Regions from separate parts of the Anas platyrhynchos genome. Here region 2 is linked to region 1. A link is a contact called in public Hi-C data. All regions are on one chromosome and are shown on one strand. Each heading gives the region's core, a stretch centred on a gene start, on an enhancer-like site or on the middle of the called end of the contact. The rest is flanking DNA. Distances are from core to core; before and after follow the strand shown.

Region 1 (4,684 bases), core at 678-3,177:
GGATCGAGCCCGGGATTGGGTTGGTTTGGCCACAGCTTTTGGCTGGAGATGATTTACAAACCCCACTGATGCCTCTGGATGCTGCAGGTGAGGGAGGGCTGGACATGTCCCATGGGGCACACAGAGCAGGACGGGGAACAGGGGGCTCTCCTGGCCCCCTAATCCTGCACTAATCCTGCCTTGATTTCAGCTCTCTTCTCCCCCAGCTCGCCCCATCCAGAGCCTCCTCCAGCCCCGAGAGCTCGTCCAGCCAAACTCCATTAATCTCCGCGGCACGGAGTCATTAGGGGCGGATAAAGCTACTTACCCCGATTCCTTCCTGCTCGTCTCGATCGCAGCCAAGCATTTTACCTTGGCGCCGGCTGCCTCCCGCCATCAACAAGCCAAGGTGTAATGTTACTGCCTGTTTGCTCTCTCGCCTTTCCGTGTTTCTCCAGCCCCGTTTAGACGTGGCAATGAATCCAGCTGGGGATGAGGGCATCAGGGGCTGCAAGGGATGGGGTCGAGCACTGAGCTTTGCCCGTGGGCTCTGCCGTGAAGATGATGCAGAGCAGCAAAGCCCACATCCATGCCCAGCACCAAGAGGAGCCCTGTGGACCAGGGCAATTATTTTTTGGAGCAGCAATTATTTTTTAAATGGGCTGCAGTATCGGTCCTTCGTGGAATTAGAAAGCTGGGGGGTCTGGGAAGCTGTACACTGGTTAAAAATAAAAAATAAATTTAAAAAAGGAGGAAAAAAAAAGTATTTCCAGGTGTTTCGCAGTGTTTCCCATGGGGAAGGTGAGCCCCGTGTGTCTCGTGATGGATTCAGACCCAATCCTTACATCACACTGGGAAATAACAGCACTGTGATACCAGCACAGGGATGTCCCGGGGAGTGAATACCCAAAAAACTCAAAGCACAGCCCGCAGGGGATGGGAACAAACCCGAGAGCATCACGCAGAGAGCAGGACCGACCTGTGGCTCTGCGAGCACCTCTCTGGCCAAGCCACTGTATTTATTTTCCCTCCTGCTCCAGCCCCTCACTTCCTTGCCTGCGTCGGGGCCGTTTATTTATTCAGCCTCCCCTAATCGTCCCGTTGGGCTGTTTCGGTGGCGCGGGAGATGCTGCCCCAACCCAGACAAAAAAAAAGTCCCTCTGCTCTGTCAGGGCTATCAGCAGACACCAGCCCCAGAGGCCGGCCAGGAATTTTAATTGAAATTGCCGGTCCTGAGCCCAGATAAGGCCCAGCATCACCCCGCGGCCGGTGGGGCTGCCCAGAGCCCCCCCATTGCCCCCCTCCCCAAAATGGGGCTGCTCTTTTTGGGGACCCTGACCCCACTTTATACCCCACTGGGGAGCTGCCAGCCCACCGCCCGCCACCAGAACAGCACTGGGACATACTGGGAGGGCACTGGGATGGGGTGGGGGCTCCGGGCATCCCCCCGCCCGCCCCGCAGGAGCTAGGTGGTCTGCGCCCCGCCGCCTTATCAGCCCTTATCTCCCCAAGCCGCTCGCTAATGTGACCTTAATGGAGCTCAGATCGGCTCGATTTGTTTTATTGCAGCTTAGCCCAAATCCCCCCCCCTTTCCTCTTAACCCCCCCCCCCCTCCGCCCGGCCTCGCATCCCCTTGTTTTGGAAATACAGAGGTGAAGGGGTCTGGCTCCTTCCTCCCCACCCAGCCGTCGGGGGGGGCTCGGCTGGGTAAAAGGGGGCTGCAGGGGGGGGGCAGAGCATCCCGCCCCCCCCGAGGGGCAGCGACCCGCCCTCCCCTGTCCCCCTCCCCAACCCAACCATCCCCGGGACCCCCCCCCGTCTCCCTACCTGGTGCTGCCACAACGGGAGGGCAAAAGCCGGGGAGCGGGTCCCGGAGCGCACAGCCCCATTTTGACCCCCCCCCGGCTGCCCCCCCACCCCTCACACATCACCCCCCCGTCGGAAAGATGCTGCCCACCCCCTTCTCCGTTAAGGACATCCTGGAGCTGGAGCGGCGGAGCGCCCCCGGAGCCCCCGGGGCCGGGGCCGGGAGCAGCCCCGACGGGGGGGGCGCGTCCCCCCGCCCGCCCCCGCCGCCACCGGGTGAGTGGGAGCCGAGGGGACCCCCAGGACCCCCCCTTTTTGTACCACCCCCCCTCGGGGCCAAATACCGAGGAGCCGGCTTTCCCCGCTGCTTGGGGTGCGAGATGCCGGCTTTCCTACATCCCCCCCCCGTCTGTTTTTTTTTCACCTCCTTTCCCCCCCCTTCTCCCTCCACCCCTTTTTCCTCCCTTTTCTTTTCTCCCCTTTTCCCCTTTTTACTTTTCCCATCCGTTATCCTCCCCCCTTTTTTTTAATTATTATTATTTTTTAATTTCGGGGCGCTTGCACCGGCTGCACGGGGGGGTGACGGGGGGGGGAACGAAGCGGACCCGGCTCATTCCCCTTCCCCTGGGGGGGGCCGGGGGTTGCAGACCCCCGTTTCCCACCTCTCCCAAGCCATAGCAGCGCCCGGGAAGGTCCCGGTGTCGCCCCCTTTGTCCCCCCCCCGGCACCCCGGAGCCCCCCAAGCCCAGCCGGGTCGGTAGCGCTGGGCCTGATCCTGCCCCAGGGCACAAATGGGGGCGCTTTGGGGGGGGCGCAAAGTCCCGTTTCGATGCTCCCTAAATTGTCCCCGCGAAGCCGCCCCAAGGCATCGCCGTCCTGGGGCTGCTCGGAGCCGGCTGCGGGCACCGGGGGGGGGCTGGAAGGGGGCGAGGGCATCCTCAGGCCCCCCCCGGTTCCCCCCACCTAAATCGGGCGAATTTTCCCTTGCTCACCTTTTCCTGATGCACGGCGGCTGCAGAGAGGAGAAAAAAAAAAAACGGGAAAACCAGTAAGACCAGAGCTGGAGCACTGGGAGGCACTGGGATGCGGAGCCAGGGGGCTGGGGAGGGCGAGAGCACCCCGGGGGGGCCGGATGGGAGCCCCCCAGCACCCCATTGCCCCGCAGCCCCCCTACAGCCCCTGAGCCCCTGCTGCAGTTCCCAGGGGACCCGAGCACATCCCGCCGGCAGCGGGGTGATGCACAAGACCCCCAGAAAGAAAATAATAATAATAGTAATTAAAAAAAACGAATAATAACAAAATAATAACCATAATAACTTTGCATCTTCTTGTAAAATTGATGGGTTTTCCTCCTTCATTCCCAGCCCCTTCGTTTTGCTCCTTTGGCTTCACTTCAGGGCACTGCGAGGTGCGGGTGCTGGAGGTAAATCCTGCCTGGGGCCGCTTCCATCCCTGGGGGGCAGGATGTGGGGAAGGGGATTTGTGCTTTGGGGTTGCTCAAACCTGCAGCACATCCCATATCCCTGTGCCCCTCCGGGACAGGACTGCCACGAAAGGATGAAATAGAGGCAGTATCCAAAATTCGTGCAACAGTCACACCCCTAATTCCAGCAATAATAATAATAATAATAATAATAATAATAATAATAATAATAATAATAATAATAAATCTTGAATCTCCATTAAGCATTGCAGTAAAAATTCATATTAAATCCCAATTTAATGCTCTCTCCGGCAGCAGAACCAGGCTGGGCGCTCACTTTGCTTTGGGTTTTTGCTCCCTGCAGGGAAACGTTTGCTCGCCCACCCCTTGGAGGCAGAGGAGAAGCAAAGCGACCCTTGCAGCCACCCCAAGCAGCGACACCGGCGAAAACCCCGCGTTTTGTTCTCCCAGGCTCAGGTGTTTGAGCTGGAGCGGCGCTTCAAGCAGCAGAAATACCTCTCGGCTCCCGAAAGGGAGCACCTGGCCAGCGTGCTCAAGCTCACCTCCACCCAGGTGAAAATCTGGTTCCAGAACCGACGCTACAAGTGCAAGAGGCAAAGGCAGGACAAATCCCTGGAGCTGGCAGCCCACCCGCTGCCACCGCGCAGGGTGGCGGTGCCGGTGTTGGTCAGGGACGGCAAACCTTGTTTTGGGGGGTCCCAGCCTTACCCAGCGCCTTATGGCAGCCCGTGCCCCTATAGCAGCTGCTACGGTGCCTATAGCAGCAGCCCCTATGCTGGGAGCTCTGGGGGGGGCTACGCTGGGGTGCTGGCACCGTGAGCTGGGGCACGGCTCAGCACCAGCCCACGCACTCGTGAGAGGGGGTCAGAAATTGGGGGTGGCCGAGGAAAGGGATGGGAGCACCCGGAGGGGTGGAGGAGCACTGCCAGTGGGATGTGCTGTGTCTGTCCGGCCCCTCCAAAGGAGATGGGGGCACCCCGAGGACCCCACCACCGAGAGCATTTATTTATTTGAATGTAAATGTGTCGGGGTCCATCCCGTCCCGCTCCCACGGGGGATTTGCTCCTCCAGGAAGACGGTGCAATGCTGTGCAGAGGGCTGTGGACACTGGATTTCTTCCTAAGGACAACCAGAAAGCAGGGGCTGCATCACTGTGCCTTTACTTTTTTTTTATATGAATGCTCTATTTAATGCCCTGAGTTCCTCTAATCTTTTGGGATCCATTTCTGAGTGGTATTTCTTAATAACTTCCCAGCACAGGTGTTCATTTCTGTCTCTTTTATTATTATTTGCTATTAAAAAAAAAAGGTGAAAGTGTGTGTTTTCCCTCCCCTACCGTTCCTCATTTAGTATTTTAACTTCTCCCTTCCACAATTTGCATCAAAAGCTGATTAAAAGGAAAAAAAAAATGTTAGTGCTGAACCAAGAGGTGCCCTGAATCAGGATCCATTGGC
Region 2 (4,684 bases), core at 1,196-3,695, 270 kb before region 1:
CTAAGGCAAAGGTTCTACCCACATTCTCTTACAAGCTTCTGTTAAACTTTGCTGAAAGTGGTACTTTCAGTTCACTTGAAAAAAAAAATAAATAAATGCATTTTTTGGTAGAAAAACAGCTCTTTGTAAATTCAGGTCACCCTCAGTAAACAGTTAACTCAGAAGGATGAAGGAAAAGCAGAACTTTGCTGAAGCTAAAGCAGAGAAACATTTTCTAAAGGAACGCCTTTGAGTTTTCATTTCACAACTGATCTGAATTTTTTCCAACATCAAAATGTTGTCTGCCTCAGGTTACCACATAAAGCAATTTATTACACTCACATCTTTAGCTTTGATTGCCGTTGTTCTTGCCACTGACTAACAGTCCTGTGCAAGGATTTAAAGAAACCCAGAGAAAATATTTTGCAGTTCACCTATTCTAGGTTGTCTGTCACTGGCTTGCAAGGGAGCTGCTGCAGACAAATTCCAGCAGAGGCAGAGGTCAGACCTATCTGAATTTGGGAAGAGCCAAACCGGCACAATCGCTGCTCCCCCATGAAGGGCAGCCCAAATTCTGAGAGCACGCAGCGAGAGACCTGCAGGACTTTATTAATGACTACGCAGCGTGGACAAGAGGGAAGTGCTGCAGGACTGTAGGGCTTGCTGTTCTGTTTCAGAGCCCAGATTGCTGCCGTCCATCCACCCCTAACTACATTAACAGCCTAATTGCCGGAGGCTGCTGGGGGGGGAAACATAAACTATAATGAAGCATGGAGGAAAGCAGTGACATTTTTTTCAGAGAATGTCCAGTTACAGAGGAAAAAGATGTCATGTCAAAACGCAAACAAGAATGTCACTGAGCCCTTATGCATAAACCAGACACGCATACCTAATGGAGAAATGTATGTTTTTTTGTATTCACATCGATGCCTACCAGTAATTGAAATAAAAATCTGTCAGTAGCTTCTCAGTGCTCTTGCTTGTCTGTAACAGCTCCACGGGTAATAACTACTGTCTCCCTGATGACAGCTGAAGCACCGGATCCTTCTTGCTTTAAACAGAATGAAAATAAAGTACAGTGGTTTCTGTTAAGCAGGGGGGTCTGATTCTTCTTTTCCAGTGAGGTAATTTAGCAAGGATTCAGTCAAGCTAGTGGAATCAGTGGTGGTTATATAGACGTAAGAGAGAGATTCAAAGCTGTCTGTGTCATGTAAGGCTGCTGTACGTTTTTATACCTATATTTAGAGGTACCTTTCACAGTAACTGTGCCAATGAAAGCAAGCCCTTGTCTACTAATAGAGGTTATCAGCTACAGGACTTGGGGCTGTGGGCTGGAGCAGTAAGGAAGCAAAATGACAAACTTCCTTGGATCATAGCTGAGGACATGAGCACTTAAGATCCAGGCTACACACACACATTTACTTCTGCACGTATAGGTCCTTTGCCTTCAAGCTGAATCTGAAAGAAGTCTGTCTGAACACAGATCTAAGCTTTAGAGATAAGAGACCTAGATATAAATATTCCCAGTTTCTTCAGTGAGCTTTGGGAGTGCAAACAAGTGATTAGGGCAGGAACTATTGATCATCTGAGTCAGACACAACTTTCGCTTACTTTGACATTGTGAATTTCAGAATTCTGCCCCAATGCCCAGGATGTACTTTGCAAGCTGCAGAATCTACTTGGCTCCCCACCCAGTTTTTCACCTCCAGTCCTTATCTGAAGCTTATGCCAGAATTTATGGCTACATGCCTTTTAATTCTCCTGGATGCGATTAGCTGCTGTGTCAAAGTAAGATGATGCATAGGTATTCTTTCAAGACCAGTGAAGCTGTAGCACTAATTCATTTAAGGCACTGTAAATCACATTAGCAAGATGTACAAAGGCACTGGCATTAAAGAAAAAGTCCAGATATCCCTGATGCTACTCATTAGGTATGCTGTCTACCCGCTATTTCCTGAATAATGTAGCAGAGATCCCTTTTAGTGCTGAACTCCTGAAGTCTCAGACATGCAGGCTCTTTGGCAATTTACCCTTTTCTTTACCTATCCTAGTTCTAAAAAGAAAATTAAAATTCCAAACAATCTGCATGACATGATATAGTTCAGTTTAAAATGGGAACTGTTCCGGATGAGATCTGATAGTACACCGAGGTGATTGGTACAGAAAGAAATATATACCACGTAGGACAGGTATCATGAAACAAAGTGGTAGGAAAAGAGAATATGCTTTAAACAAGTCCTCCTCTTTTCTGCAGTTCTTTGGTAGAGAAACAAAGGCTATCTAAAGGCAAAGGATTCAACTTGGATAACACACTATTTCCCAATCAATAATAGTAATAACATGCAGCAACCTTTGGCTTCTCATCCTCAGAATACTAACACTCAAAACCTAAAGGCTTGCTATGTTGTCCTGGTTTCAGCTGGAAGAGATTTAATTTTCCTCCTAGGAGCTGGTATGGAGCTGTGCTTTGGATTTAGGATGAGAATAACGTTGATAACACGCTGATATTTTAATGTTGCAGAGCAGTGCTTACACTAAGCCAAGGACTTTTCAGCTTCTCACAGCGCCCTGCCAGCGAGGAGGCTGGGGGTGCACAAGGAGCCAGGAGGACACAGAAGCAGGACAGCTGACCCCAGTTGGCCAAAGAGATGTTCCACACCATGTGGACATGCTGAACAATTATATGGGGGGGTATGGGGACCACTGCTCAGGGATGGGATGCGCATCAGTCAGCTGGTGATAAGTGATCGCATTGTGCATCACTTGCTTTGTTCATATCGTATTATTTCTCTTCCTTTTATCAACTGCCTGTATTTCAACCCACAAGCTTCTACTGTTTTCCCCCATTCTCTCTCCCATCCTACTCGGGGGTGTGGGGAACAAACAGCTGCATGGTGCTGAGCTGCCTGCCAGGTTAAACCACAGCAAACGTGAAGACTAAACCAAATTTGAAATATCTGAATCACCACCATTGGTTCTATCTACTGAAAAAATTGGGTAAGGGTGGGAGTGGGGGAGAGACAGGGAAAGAGAAGAGAAGAAACAGGAAAGAGCATTTATTTCCAAAAGAATAGAGTTGCTTGGTATATTGACATGCCTGATATGAAAGTTCAATTTGTTTGCTGTTATCTGCAAACACACAAGTGTCATGTTTTGCCATCACTGTTGATCACTAGACAATTCACACTGACATTTCTGCAGACATGTCACAGCTAAGATAGACAAAAATGATCTTGTGAAAGACAAGGCCAAATCCCTCTTGAACCTATTCTTATAAAACATCCTTTGACTAAAATTGTAGCAAGCAAGATTTGGCCTATGGTGACTTGGTACTAAAAATTTAAATCCTGTAGGATGATTCTTGATTATTCAGATGTTTTATAAATGTTCTTACTGTGGCTCTGTGTTCTGTGGTTAGATATCCCCCCTTCTTTTAGAAATAATCGAAGAGGTTTGGGCTGAAATGCAATGTCTACTGGAACACGGTGGTTCAAAGCAGCTGAAGCTGAGAACATGTTAGCAGCCTCATGAGACAAGCCTCTCTCCCTCAAAAGCTTTTTCTTTCATGTCTGTGAACCCACCTGTTATTAAAACACAGGTTCATCACAGCTTCAGACCCAACTCAGAGTTCTCTCTTCTATTTCTGCAACTGTTTTGCATTTCAAAAGAACACATTTCTTATCAATTTGAACAAGTAAAATATAGGAAGCATTAGGTGCAGAAAAGAGAAGTAAGGACACTTAGGCATGCAGAAATAAGCATTGCTGAGCACTGAAACAGAGTATTGAATAGGCAAATACTTAGAAGAGAAGGTTCATTTAATGTCAGCTTTAGTCCTCAGCCACTGCTGTACTTAAAAGCACTATCACGGCAGCTCGAAATTTTCCAAGCATTTATGACCCTTCTGTAGGGGAATGTGGGGGTGCACAGAGATATCCTCTATTCCACACGAACCTCCTGATGACTTAGTACGAAATTAGGAACATAAACAGTCTTCTGAAGTGGGCAGAATAGTTGAAAAAGCCCCCAGAACTCTAATGAATTCAGGCAGGTTTATGTGCGGGCCTAATTAAAAGTCCATAGAAATCAATAAAAAGTCTTCCTTTCCTTAGTTAATTTAGGTTCCAGTAATTTATCAGGACAGACTACTGATAAAGATGGAGTTAAACAATTATGGGTGAGATCAGATTCAACACTGCTATCTGATTTCTTGTATGGATACTACATTATTTTGTGCGGTTGTAAGGCAGGACAGAAGTATCAGTTAATGGGTGACAACCTAACGGGTTCAGATTGACCTTCCTTTTACTGCACTGTGCCGTTTTGGGAAAAACTTCTACCATTATTTGTTTACCTTATCAATTTAAAGCTACCTCTGCAGCAATCTCTGCTCATACAGCTCCTCCTCCTCTAAAACTTTCAAATACCTGTATTTCATTTTCAGCCATTCTGTATTACCTTATGTGAACACTGGAAGGGCCCTTAGGAATATCAGTGTCAAAATGCCACAGGTATGAATGTCTTTAAGTCACACTTGAGAAACAGACTGCACAAAATAAAATGTTCACATTTATATATGCAATGGAAGGAAAGAAATCATGATTGTGGCATGTCAAAAGATGCATTAAATGGTTAACCCCCTTTAAAACAGCACTGAGTGCAAGATTGCTTGCAGTTAGGTAAAATAATGAGAATTAATTCTTCA

Evidence for each region. A called contact is a pair of places that touch in the nucleus more often than the background predicts.
Region 2: a Hi-C map of liver shows a contact between it and region 1, with 2.5 times the contacts expected there. The contact joins the enhancer-like site here to the promoter of NKX2-6 in region 1. A contact is called at or near these places in 3 of 8 Hi-C or Micro-C datasets (liver, small yellow follicle and subcutaneous adipose tissue).

What each region holds. Positions count from the first base shown.
Region 1 is chr23:2,341,679-2,346,362 of IASCAAS_PekinDuck_T2T, reverse strand. NKX2-6 (NK2 homeobox 6) reads left to right here and starts at 1,927. Exons shown (of 2, transcript XM_038166808.1): 1 at 1,927-1,998; 2 at 3,534-4,049. The coding sequence starts at 1,927. The coding sequence ends at 4,049.
Region 2 is chr23:2,608,637-2,613,320 of IASCAAS_PekinDuck_T2T, reverse strand. All of the region lies in intron 3 of DOCK5 (dedicator of cytokinesis 5), which reads right to left. Among named protein-coding and RNA genes, the nearest start is that of DOCK5, 9.9 kb to the right of the region's middle. Within about 2 kb of position 2,445, at least 2 of the 8 cell types and tissues checked have an H3K27ac peak or open chromatin away from gene starts, as enhancers often do.